2 separate regions of the Mus musculus genome follow, and region 1 is linked to region 2. A link is a contact called in public HiChIP or PLAC-seq data. All regions are on one chromosome and are shown on one strand. Each heading gives the region's core, a stretch centred on a gene start, on an enhancer-like site or on the middle of the called end of the contact. The rest is flanking DNA. Distances are from core to core; before and after follow the strand shown.

The links. HiChIP or PLAC-seq counts read pairs in DNA pulled down with a chosen protein or histone mark.
Region 1: a FOXA1 HiChIP or PLAC-seq map of pancreatic cancer cells shows a contact between it and region 2. The contact joins the enhancer-like site here to the promoter of Tomm7 in region 2. A contact is called at or near these places in 4 of 39 promoter capture datasets (cranial neural crest, embryonic stem cells, hippocampal neurons and 1 more), 4 of 115 datasets of contacts at active chromatin or transcription factors (the 230-238 cell line, bone marrow-derived macrophages, embryonic stem cells and 1 more) and 1 of 9 other capture datasets (embryonic stem cells).

What each region holds. Positions count from the first base shown.
Region 1 is chr5:24,317,933-24,323,639 of GRCm38.p6, forward strand. Kcnh2 (potassium voltage-gated channel, subfamily H (eag-related), member 2) reads right to left here. Exons shown (of 15, transcript NM_013569.2): 10 at 5,139-5,332; 11 at 4,723-4,822; 12 at 4,014-4,289; 13 at 3,704-3,890; 14 at 3,313-3,490; 15 at 1,657-2,217. The coding sequence ends at 2,068. It overlaps Gm15589 (a long non-coding RNA gene), which reads left to right. Exons shown (of 4, transcript XR_003955875.1): 2 at 1,010-1,086. Among named protein-coding and RNA genes, the nearest start is that of Gm15589, 9.4 kb to the left of the region's middle. Within about 2 kb of position 2,784, at least 115 of the 459 cell types and tissues checked have an H3K27ac peak or open chromatin away from gene starts, as enhancers often do. A contact at or near this core is called in pancreatic cancer cells, where this site is marked.
Region 2 is chr5:23,840,911-23,845,803 of GRCm38.p6, forward strand. It overlaps Tomm7 (translocase of outer mitochondrial membrane 7), which reads right to left and starts at 3,235. Exons shown (of 3, transcript NM_025394.3): 1 at 3,061-3,235; 2 at 800-848. The coding sequence starts at 3,163.

The DNA of each region.
Region 1 (5,707 bases), core at 1,534-4,033, 480 kb after region 2:
AGGAATGGGGAGGAGTGGGAAGAGGGGAAACTGTGATTGAAATATATTATAATGTATGAAAGAATAATAATAAAGAATAATTAAAAATTAAAAATGTATTATAGAAACCTATTAGTTAAGCAGAAAAAGGCACTTACAGCCAAGCCTGCTCGCCTAAGTTCAGTTCCTGGGATCCAGCTGGTAGGAGAGAACTGACTTCTACAAGTTAGCCTCTGATCACACATCACTATGGTACACACACACACAGAGTATAACTTTTTTTAAGAGAAGAGTTTGCCAGGAGGTACCATACATGTGTAGACAACGCTGTTCTCAGAAGCCATACCTTATTTTTCTTTAACATTTATTTTGTTTTTACTTTATGTATCTATTTAAGTGCTTGCATGTATGTCTGTGTAGCACATGCATGCCTGGGGCCTACAGAAGTCAGAAGAGGTCATCAGACCACCTGGAAGTGGAGTTACAGATTGTTGTGAGCAGCCTGATGTGTGCGTGTATGTGCGTGTGTACATATATGTACTTAATAGACAGATGGATAATTGACAAGGTGTGACATGTCAGGTAGAGAGGGACCAAGTGAGAAGCAGAGCCACTCCACTGCTGCCTGCCACTCAGCCTCAACCTGGAAATCCTAAGTCTCTTCCTTTTATCTCTTCCAGTATCACCAGGCTCTGGTCCAGGTGAGACGTCCCTCCCTTCTTCCTGACTGGGTGCTGGGAGAGTCTCTAGGCTGCTCTACCATGCTTATCTTCAAAGTTAGCATACTCATCTCAAAGGGACAGAGGAGGAGAGGGATCTTGAGGACCAGTCTGGGCAGCCTCTGGCAGCACTGTCACCTATAAGCCAGCCTTATAGCAAAACTCACCGCTGCCTTTGCCTGGCACATGCAGGCATCATCTCTGCAGGGTGTGTTCACAAGTCCAACAACACAAGTGCACACAAACCTGCACACATAAGCAAGGGGAATCGTCACTATCCTCAAGATATATGCTTGACTTACTTCCAACAGAATGAGCCACCTTGCAACCTCCATCTTCTCAGCAGCTCCTCTGTGGCCAACAGTCACAAGGGACCAAGGTAATCAAGGTAAGATCACCTGGAGCTAGACACAGGTATGTGCTGGTCACAGTGGGGAAGCCAGACCCATGTGAGACCCAACTATACAAGGTCAACCTAAAGCCAATGAGGGGTAGGGAAGCTGAACTCTGACCAAAGAGAACCCAGGTGGGTGTGATGCCGGACTTGTGAACTATTTGAGAGGGACAAGTGTGTGGTTTTACCATGTAGGGCTGACTTAGGACCAGTGCCCAGGAAGTAAATCAGCATGATTGTGAAGGGTTGCACTCAGGGTACAAGTAGCCTATCAGACTCAAAGTAGCCCACATGGCTTGGTTGTCCCAAATCCAGGACCATATTGTCTGGCTCCAGGAAACACTCTCCATCTTTTATGTACATGGGTACATGGGTATATGAGAAGGCATGTGCCCGCACATGTGTGCGCGCACACACACACAAACACACACACAGAAAAGGGGAAGGATATCTGGTCACCCCTGTAGGCCTGGACATAGAGAGGCCAGGATCCCTGTACAGAGGCTCTGGCACTGCCACTTAAGTACGTTTAGAACATAAACATGAGATACAGCAGGTGATGGCTGAAGCTAACCAGCACCCTGGAGTCTCCTCAGGATAATTATTTATTATTCATAGTCATCAGCATCTTCATTAATTATTCATATGATCCTTAATTATTATCCTTAACAATAAGAGCAGTAAATAGCAGAAAAGTCCTTGAGGTGCCTAAGGCCCAGGGCCGGTGCCTCCGGGCAGTTAGACCAGCTAATGCCCCCAGGGCAGTGGGGGGACCACAGACCCCCATCCACTGCCCAGCTCTGTCCTGCCCCTCCCAGTGGGGCCCAGGGTATTGCAGGAGGAGATGCTGGTCCCAAGGGTGGGGATGGAGGTGCTTCTGCACAGGTCTCCCCTCCAAACCAGGGTCTCCAAGGAGAGCGGTCAGGTAATGCCCTGAACCCAGGGTGAGCCACATGTCCACAGTGGGCAGCATCACTAACTGCCTGGATCTGAGCCATGTCTGTGCAGGGGCTGGGAGGTAAGGGCCCCCAGCTGGCCGGGCAGGGAGAGGCGTCGAGTGGGGCCATCTTGGGGGAGCTCTGGGGCTCCTGCAGGAAGCTCCTCAAACGCCACGAACTGGGAAACCTGCAAAGACCACAGAGCTTGAGAAGGCACTCAAACGTGGGGGAGGAGGAAGGGGCGGAGACCGGAGGTCAGAAACGTGGGGGAGGAGGAAGGGGCGGAGACTGGAGGTCAGAGAGGCTTAGGTGGGCAGAGTGGGGACCTGAGGGGACAAGAAGGCTGCAACTTCTGTAAAGAAATGCACCTTTGTGGCAGGAGCCAAATGAAAGGGCTGAGAGCCACTCACAGCCACCCTGACAGAGGACCTTGCTCTGGACCCGGAGAAGCTGGATTCCAAGCTCTAGCCTCTCCCTTCCCTAGGGAATGTGCCAGGGCAGCGGGAGCAAAGCCTACATGGAATAAGAAGTCCCTGCTTTGGGAAGGCAGCTAAGACAGAGAGAGACAAGGTGCCTCCTTGCAATTTTCCAAAGAACCCTGGGGCCCTGGAAACAACAGTGGGCCAGCGGCCAGGTCTCTGAGGCCAGGGAGAGCGCTAGGGCGGGCAGGAGGGATTTGTGGGTGCTGACGTGTCTACTGGTGAGATCCCTGCGGGGGAGGCTGTGAAGGGAGACTGGCACATTTGCTGACGTGGGCCCTGGTGTCTGCAAACAGGAGCAAGCAGCATATGGGACAGGGAGCAGAGCTGGGGGTGGGAGTAGATCCCAAGCCACCTCTGGGTGCCATAGGAGCCCCCACCCCCACCCCCTTCAAGCACCTATCAAAGCTAGAGCTGGCAGAAAAGACCCAGCTACAGCTGTCCTTCAGGAGGTTACTCAAAGAGAAGAGATGTGGATCAGGGAGGTCCTATCTCAGAGCCTTGATCTTGGCACCCTGGACATGCCAGCAGCCTTCAGGAGGCTATAGCACTGCTAGAGTAAGAGCCAAGATGAGAGGCGGCAAAGTCAGAGGGGGATAACCACAGCAGGGACCACTCTCAGGCAGCATCCAGACCCAAGGCCCAGGCTCAGACATCATGTTTACATCTGGCCCTTAGGTTGCCTGGCAGGAGCAGGTAGAAGAGGATGGGGGTGAGGAAGCCACATTTCACACCCAGCAGCTGTGCAGTCGTTGGGGCAGAGAGGGTGCGGCTGGAGGCTGGGAGTGGGCTCTAGAATGTACCTGAGAAAGCGAGTCCAGGGTGAGAGTGGGGACAGGGCCGACAGGCAACAAAGGGGATGCGGAAGTGGGGCCGGGCCCAGGGGTGGTCACAGCACTGTAGGCAGGAGGGACCAGGGTCATTTGCCTCTGTAGCAGCTGTAGGACAGTGGCCATGTCTGCACTTAGCCGGGTTTCCAGCCTGGGGCAAGGAAGGAAGATTTCTCAGAAGTGGAGATAGCTGGTTCACTCTAGGCTCCCTCCTCATGCAGCTGAGGAAGGAGAGGGTCCACCTGCCTGGCACAGACAGTCCTAGACAGAGCACCCCTGAAACATCAGCAGAAACCCAAAGAGGCCCCAAGTTCCCCCACAGTGCAGCCTACCCCGTGCCCATTCCCTGGGCACCCATCTTTACCTGTTCAGCTGTCTCTGGAGTGCGTCCAGCCTGCTCTCCACATCACCCCGGGATCGCCGACCAGGGCTAGACAAGGGGATGTTGAGGAGGCTGGGGGCAGGGGCAGGGCATCGAGGCAACTCCTGGTACTGGCGCCCCCGACTGTCCCCCCAGAAGCTGAAAATATTGGACACCCCAGAGAAGGCACCTGGAGCCAGAGAGGAGTGGGGTCAGGAAGAAAGTCAGGCCCCTGCCAGTCCCTACCCATCCCCCATACTGCCCATCCCCCACACTCACTCACTCCCACCCCCACCCCAAGGCCCAGGCCTACCTGACAAGGGATTACAGGTGTCACTTTTCTCCCCATCCTCTGTCAAAGGCTCCCCACCTGGGGGGTCTCCCGGAGGCCTGGGGCTGGAGAAGGGCACCAGGCGGAGGGGACTGGAGCTGCGACCAGGGCCCTCATCTTCACTGCTCTCTGGGCTGGAAGGGCCGCTGGATGGGCTCTCCCCCCATGGCCCTCCCGGCTGTCCCCGGCAACTCGGCCCTGGCCCAACTCGGGCAGGGCCTTGCCCCAGGGCTGACACCTCCCCTGGCTGCTCTGTGTCTGTGGGAAACAGAGAGCATACCTCAGAGAGAGGGGAGAACAGGGGACGGGCAAGGGGAGCTGAGCAAGGGGCAGAGTGTGAGGACGGACAAAGTTGTTTTATCTCGCGCCCTGCCACACCCCGGGGGGGGGGGGTCACTTCTGACTCCAGATCTCTGGCTCTCTGTAGCCCTCTGCTTATTCCTTTGTTCTTGTGCTCCCTCCTGCCACCTCCCTCCTCTCTTTAAGGGGTCAAGGCCCGCTAGACAACACTCAGGCATAATAAAGACCAAAAGCCCAGCCTTTGTCCAGTGGAAGGGAGGCATGGGGGTGGGGTGCACTGGAGGACTGCGTGCCTGAACGCTGGGCAAGGGGTGGAGCCTGCACAGCCTGACCCTGCCCGCACTCCCCTCTGCCCTCCACTCTCCTCCTGCCCTCCCCTTGACCATCTCACCCTTGTCTGTACGCCTGCGGAATGACAGTTTGCGCTTGCGTTGCCTGTTAAAGCCGCTCTCTAGTTCTGCACTGCCTGGGGAGCCAGGAATCATGTTGGTCTGCAACGAAGAGAACAGTCAGAGCCCTTAGGTCCATCCTGCCTGGCTGTCCTGGAATATGGGGGTGGGGCAGGCAACTGCACCCCTTCCTTAACCTAGGGAGGTGGGGCTGTGGGGAAGAATTTTCCCTACCCCCATCCCACCCTGTGTCACTTTCCCCCAACACCCTGAGGTTGGTACTTCCATAGCCTGATCTGACTGTAAAAAGACAGAAAAGCAGGCAAAGAAGCTGTTTTCCACAGTCACAGGGAAGGGGCAGCCTGTCAATCATCAGCTCTCTTGGGGATAAAGGCAGCTCTTGAGATGGCCCACTCACATCTCGAAGGTTGAAGGTGATCTCCAGGCTAGACCAAAAGTGATCTGAGAACTCGGGATACATGTCCAACACCTCCAGCAAGTCATCACGATGGATCTTGTGCAGGTCACAGTACGTGAGGGCCCGCACATCCCCATTGGACTTTCCAGGACGGGCATATAGGTTCAGAGGCTCTCCAAAGATGTCGTTCTTCCCTGGAGGCCGTGCAGAAGACAAAGGCTTGAGCCCATGGCATCGGTGGGAGAAGAGCGGGCACCCTCTGGGTCAGCTCCACCCTGCACAGCATCTCCAGTCATCCAACTCCCAGCCACACAGCCAAGGCAGCTTGAGCCAGTTCACATGCTCAGGGCTCTCAGCAGATGGGGAAACACCAGTGGCCAGAGGTGGCAGAGGGAAGGACCAGAGATTTGGAGTCTCTCAGCAACTACTCAGCTAGAAACCGCCAAGGATGCTCCAGCTCTGCCTACAGCAGTGGTGGTTTCCTTGGGACAACTCTACTTCTATCCTCAGATACCCTCCTAACAAAGTACAGTTCCCTATAAACTATGGTCTTAAGACTATAAAAGGCA
Region 2 (4,893 bases), core at 1,985-4,484:
GATATGAAAGCAAACTCTTCAGCTATTAAGATTTCTTTCTCAGGCTGGGCGTGGTGGTGCATGCCTTTAATCACAGCACTCGGGAGGCAGAGGCAGGCGAATTTCTGAGTTCGAGGACAGCCTGGTCTACAGAGTGAGTTCCAGGACAGCCAGGGCTACACAGAGAAACCCTGTCTCGAAAAACCAAAAAAAAAAAAAAAAAAAAAAAAAAAAGACAATCTTCCTTGGTCTGACACAACTAAGGAAATGATGCTCATCTTACTTATGTCTTAGCTGGGTGCTATGAATTAAGCCTATACGTCAGCACAGTCAGGGTTACACAGAGAAACCCTGTCTCGAAAAAACCAAAAACAGACAAACAAAAAAAACAAGACCAGCCTATAAAATACTGGAAGCAGATAGAACCTTTAAGAGAAGCCTTATAGGAAGTTAGACTGTGGTGGCATGTCCCTGAGCGGGATATATTATCAATTCTAATTTTAAGTAAAAAGAGCAAAATTCTATGTTAGCATTAGATACACAAGTTTACCCTTTCATGGCATAAGGGGATAAATTAATTCTTTTCTTTTAAAAATGTGTATCATTATGGTTATAACATAGTAAGTAAAGATTTTTAAGGTGGGAGGAAGAAAGGAAAGCAGCTACACAATAATTAATACAAGCTAGGCTAGACCACAATACTTCTAACAACCCAAGACTGTAATGACTGGTGACGTTATGGGTCATCCACTTCCTAATGACTTAATACCAATTAACATATGAGCATCTGTCTTCAAATGTTGATATTCAAGAGCATTACCTTAAAACCGACGGTTCAGGCATTCCAGGATCTGCACCCCTTGTAAATCCTGAAGGAAAAAAAATAAGAACTTTCAAATGAAACAATTACGAGTCCAGCAGACAAAATGTCTACAATCCAATCTGGGACACCCGTCTCAGCTGACTTGTGCTGCTGAAGGTTTCTAGTTTCCACCAGAAAGTGGAGCAGCAACCATGACCATTCGTTCATCAGAAAGGACAGTTGTTTCCACTGTGCAGTTAGCAGATCATCTTAGCATGGCTTACTTTTACAGTCACTCCCAAGACTATTACAAGTCCCAAATCACACTGGAAAACTCCAAAAAGCTTAAAGAAAGAGGAAAATGACACCTTTTCTGAAAGAGTAATTGAGAATATCTTACTTTATCTTCCACAAACTACTCTCTTGATAAAGCAAGCCTCAAGATAGAAAAGGAGGGAAAATAATTTAATATTATTTATCTACCTATTTAGAGCAATATACCTTTACTATTTAAATACAATTTAAACTCTGTTGATGATATATATTAATTTCCTGAATAAATGATTAACAGGCACACAGGCACATACACAGAAGTGCTGGGAGGGCAGCCCTATCAGCATCAATCTTAAATTCCCTACTGGATGCCATGACAAGCCCCAGGAAAGGAACCAATGTGAAGCATCCAGTTCTCAGACCCAAGATTCTGACAAGTAGCTACAGCTTCTAGCTATGGACATAGCTGTGCACAACTTTAACACATTGTTCAGAAGTTGAAGGCAGGAGGAGCTTGAAATTACAGCCAAGCCAGCCTAGGCTGCATGAAAGGGGCTCATCTGGCGGTGGTGGGGGCAGAGGTGTATCTCAAGAGGAGAGCCTAGTGCACCTGTAGTTCCAACTACACCATAGATGAGGCTGAATTGCGAGTTCACCCAGCCTTACCTACAGGCAAACTATGAAAATGGAGCGGGGCTCAAAGAACTGTATGGACAACCCGGCCTACAAAAGTAGAGCCAGCAGTGGGTGGTGGCGCACGCCTTTAATCCCAGCACTCGGGAGGCAGAGGCAGGCGGATTTCTGAGTTCAAGGCCAGCCTGGTCTACAGAGTGAGTTCCAGGACAGCAAGGGCTATACAGAGAAACCCTGTCTCGAAAACAAACAAACAAAAAACCCCAAGCAAACAAAAAAAGTAAGCTGTCACAATTATCTATCTGATACCTATATAATATCACTGTCTGAGATTTTCTTTTCTTTCAAAATAGAGGAGAAAAGAGCTGTATGTGACGGTGCAGGCCTGTAATTCAAACACTGGAAAGGTAGGGAAAAAAAAAAAAAGAGAACCAGGAGTTCAAGGCCAGCTTGAGCAACATGAGGCACTGTCTCATCAGTAATACTTAGGAACACCAAGAAAAATACTTGTCCTATCAAAATATCCAGGTTATCACAGCTCACATACTTCTCACAGGTACAACAGCTGCCTGGAGAAATGTCCAGCCTAGTTAAAGGCTCTGCCAAGACTACAAATGAATGTATTTTATCTTATATAATGCAAGTCATGTAAAACAAACGAGAAGCAGCACCTTGTGAGGGTCCTGCTTTAATGAGAAACGCCAGATTCCATATTAGAGCTCTGAGACCTGGAGCTAAAATCCTCTGCTGTTTACCTTACGGGATGAATAAGGCAATTAAGATAAAAAATTGTAAAACTACTCAACCAGGAACAGAACCAGTTCCAGAGTGTAGCCCTAGGTGAAAATATTTGCCTGGACACTTGGGCAAGGAAAGTACAACTTTATGGCTGTCTTTCCCTGCAAAATGGGGTCTGTAACTTTCGGGAGAAAAAAAAAAATCACCGAAATCCTTCATTATACAAGAAAAGCGTAGGCATCCAATGGTCACAATCATGCTTTTAGGCAGTGACGTTTTAACCTGGTTACCGTCTTCCCACTTAGGCTAACCTACAGGAGGGAAACGTTCTAAAAGTCAAATAGAGGATTAATCTTTCTTTAGGGGTCATATAAACCTAAAACCAATCTTGAAAGGTCTTGCTTTTATTTTACAGATTTAAGTAGGGAATATAAGGGATTGTGTGACTGGTTAAACACTACTCAAATAGCTAAAAGGAACTGGAAGATGGTTTTTCGAGCCCGGGCAGACAGCCTCGGAAATCGTGGACAACGCGGAGGCCGGGTTTAATTTCCTAGCCCCGGATGGCAAAAAAGGAGACTCAGACCCCACCAACCCCTGCCCTGCGGCTCCTCCCAAGTTCTTCAATCACTGACCCAGGTAAATCACGAGAGGAATAAAGCCCCAGCGGATGGCAAACTGGCCGCCCTTGAAGAGCTGCTGCAGCCTCTGTTTGGCTTCTTTGCTCAGCTTCACCATGGCGACGACGGACCAGCGGAACGAGGAGCCCAACAACCACCACCGTGTCCGGATCCCGGAAGGGAGAGGAGCTGCGCATGCGCCACGTGGGGCCTTTACGGCAGGAGTCGTGAGGCATCGCCGACAGAGGCCGTAATCCGTCGCCTTCCAGCAACCTAGCTCCGCCTTGCGGGTTCACTGCTCCCGCCTCGTTTTTGTTGTTTTATTGTTGGGACGAATCCGGCTTTTCCTGGAGGGGCGGGGCGGGAATTGTCTTTCCAGATAGGGGCTCCCTGTTTAAGACTTTGCTGCCCTTGAACCCATGGAGCTGCTACTGCATCAGCGTCTCGAGTGCTGGGATTCAATGCGCGCTGTTTGCTGAAGATTGCCAGACGCGCTCACTTGAGGCCTACTTTTTTATCTACAACTACCTTTATTTTTTTCCAGCATCTTTCCAGAGTTTTAAAGCACACATCCCAGCGATGATCTTTGAGAAAGAAGGAATGTTATTTTATATACTGTTCTGTTATCTTGGCTAAGTTCCTTACTATCCCAGAATCAGTTTCTTCTATGGCTGCTAAAACCGGACGTCACCGGGCACTCTTCCAGGTTTCCTTCTACTTTGCACCCGTTCTCTGTTTTTCATTTAACAACATTTTCAAATCTGGGAAGTTCGCGTGAAATCTGGGTTTATTTGTCTGTTTTTCTTTGACACTTCTGGCTTCTAGACTTACATCTCAAGGACTGCCAAGGAACTTAATGAGATCACTGGGCACAAGGGGTTCATGGGAGTTAAGCTACATTTTTACTATAAAGGAAGTTATAGACTTTTGTGTGTGAGAGTCCCAGAAAACTGCAGTTTACATCTGGGAAGGAGTAAAGTCAGATATGCTTAAGCCTTGAGTGTGGTCACTGTTTCAATATTCTTAGTTGAAAATAGTTCTGTATAAAAGGAGTACTGCCCCGTAACAGCAAATGCTGTTAAATGTCAGGGGAGTCTTTGCTCGGCTGGTGGGATTCTTCAGCCAGACGGGACACCTTTCACTTCCCATGTCTCCTTAATTCTGTCTTTCTCTCCTGCCCCACTGCATTCATCCTCAAAGAATACATTTTTATTAATACAATGCAATGAAAAAAAAAAACCAACAATAAAGAACATAGGTGTAGAAAATGCGACTCTAGGATCAGAAGTGCCAAGATTTTAGTCGAATTCTGCAATTGACTTGAAATAAGAAACTTGTGAATTGGCTGATCCCATAGCAAAGCATCTAATTAGTTCACCATGGTTACTAGGAAAGCAGTGCTCTGATCCTAAAATGCAGTGATGTAAATGAGCCAAATGAGAACAGAAATTTTTATGCATCTTGTTTCTCAAAATACTCTGTTTAGAAATACACAATAGAGGGGTTGGGGATTTAGCTCAGTGGTAGAGTGCTTGCCTAGCAAGTGCAAGTCCCTGGGTTCGGTCCTCTGCTCTGGAAGAAAAAGAAGAAAGAAGAAAGAAAGAAAGAAAGAAAGAAAGAAAGAAAGAAAGAAAGAAAGAAAGAAAGAAAGAAAAGAAAGAAAGAGAAAGAAAGAAAGAAAGAAAGAAAAGAGAAAGAAAGAAAGAAAGAAAGAAAGAGAGAAGAAGAAAGAAGAAAAGAAGAAGAGGAAGAAGAAGGAAGAAGAGGAAGAAGAAGGAAGAGGAGGAGAAGGAGGAGGAGGAGAAGGAGGAGGAGGAGGAGGAGGAGGAGGAGGAGGAGGAGGAGAAG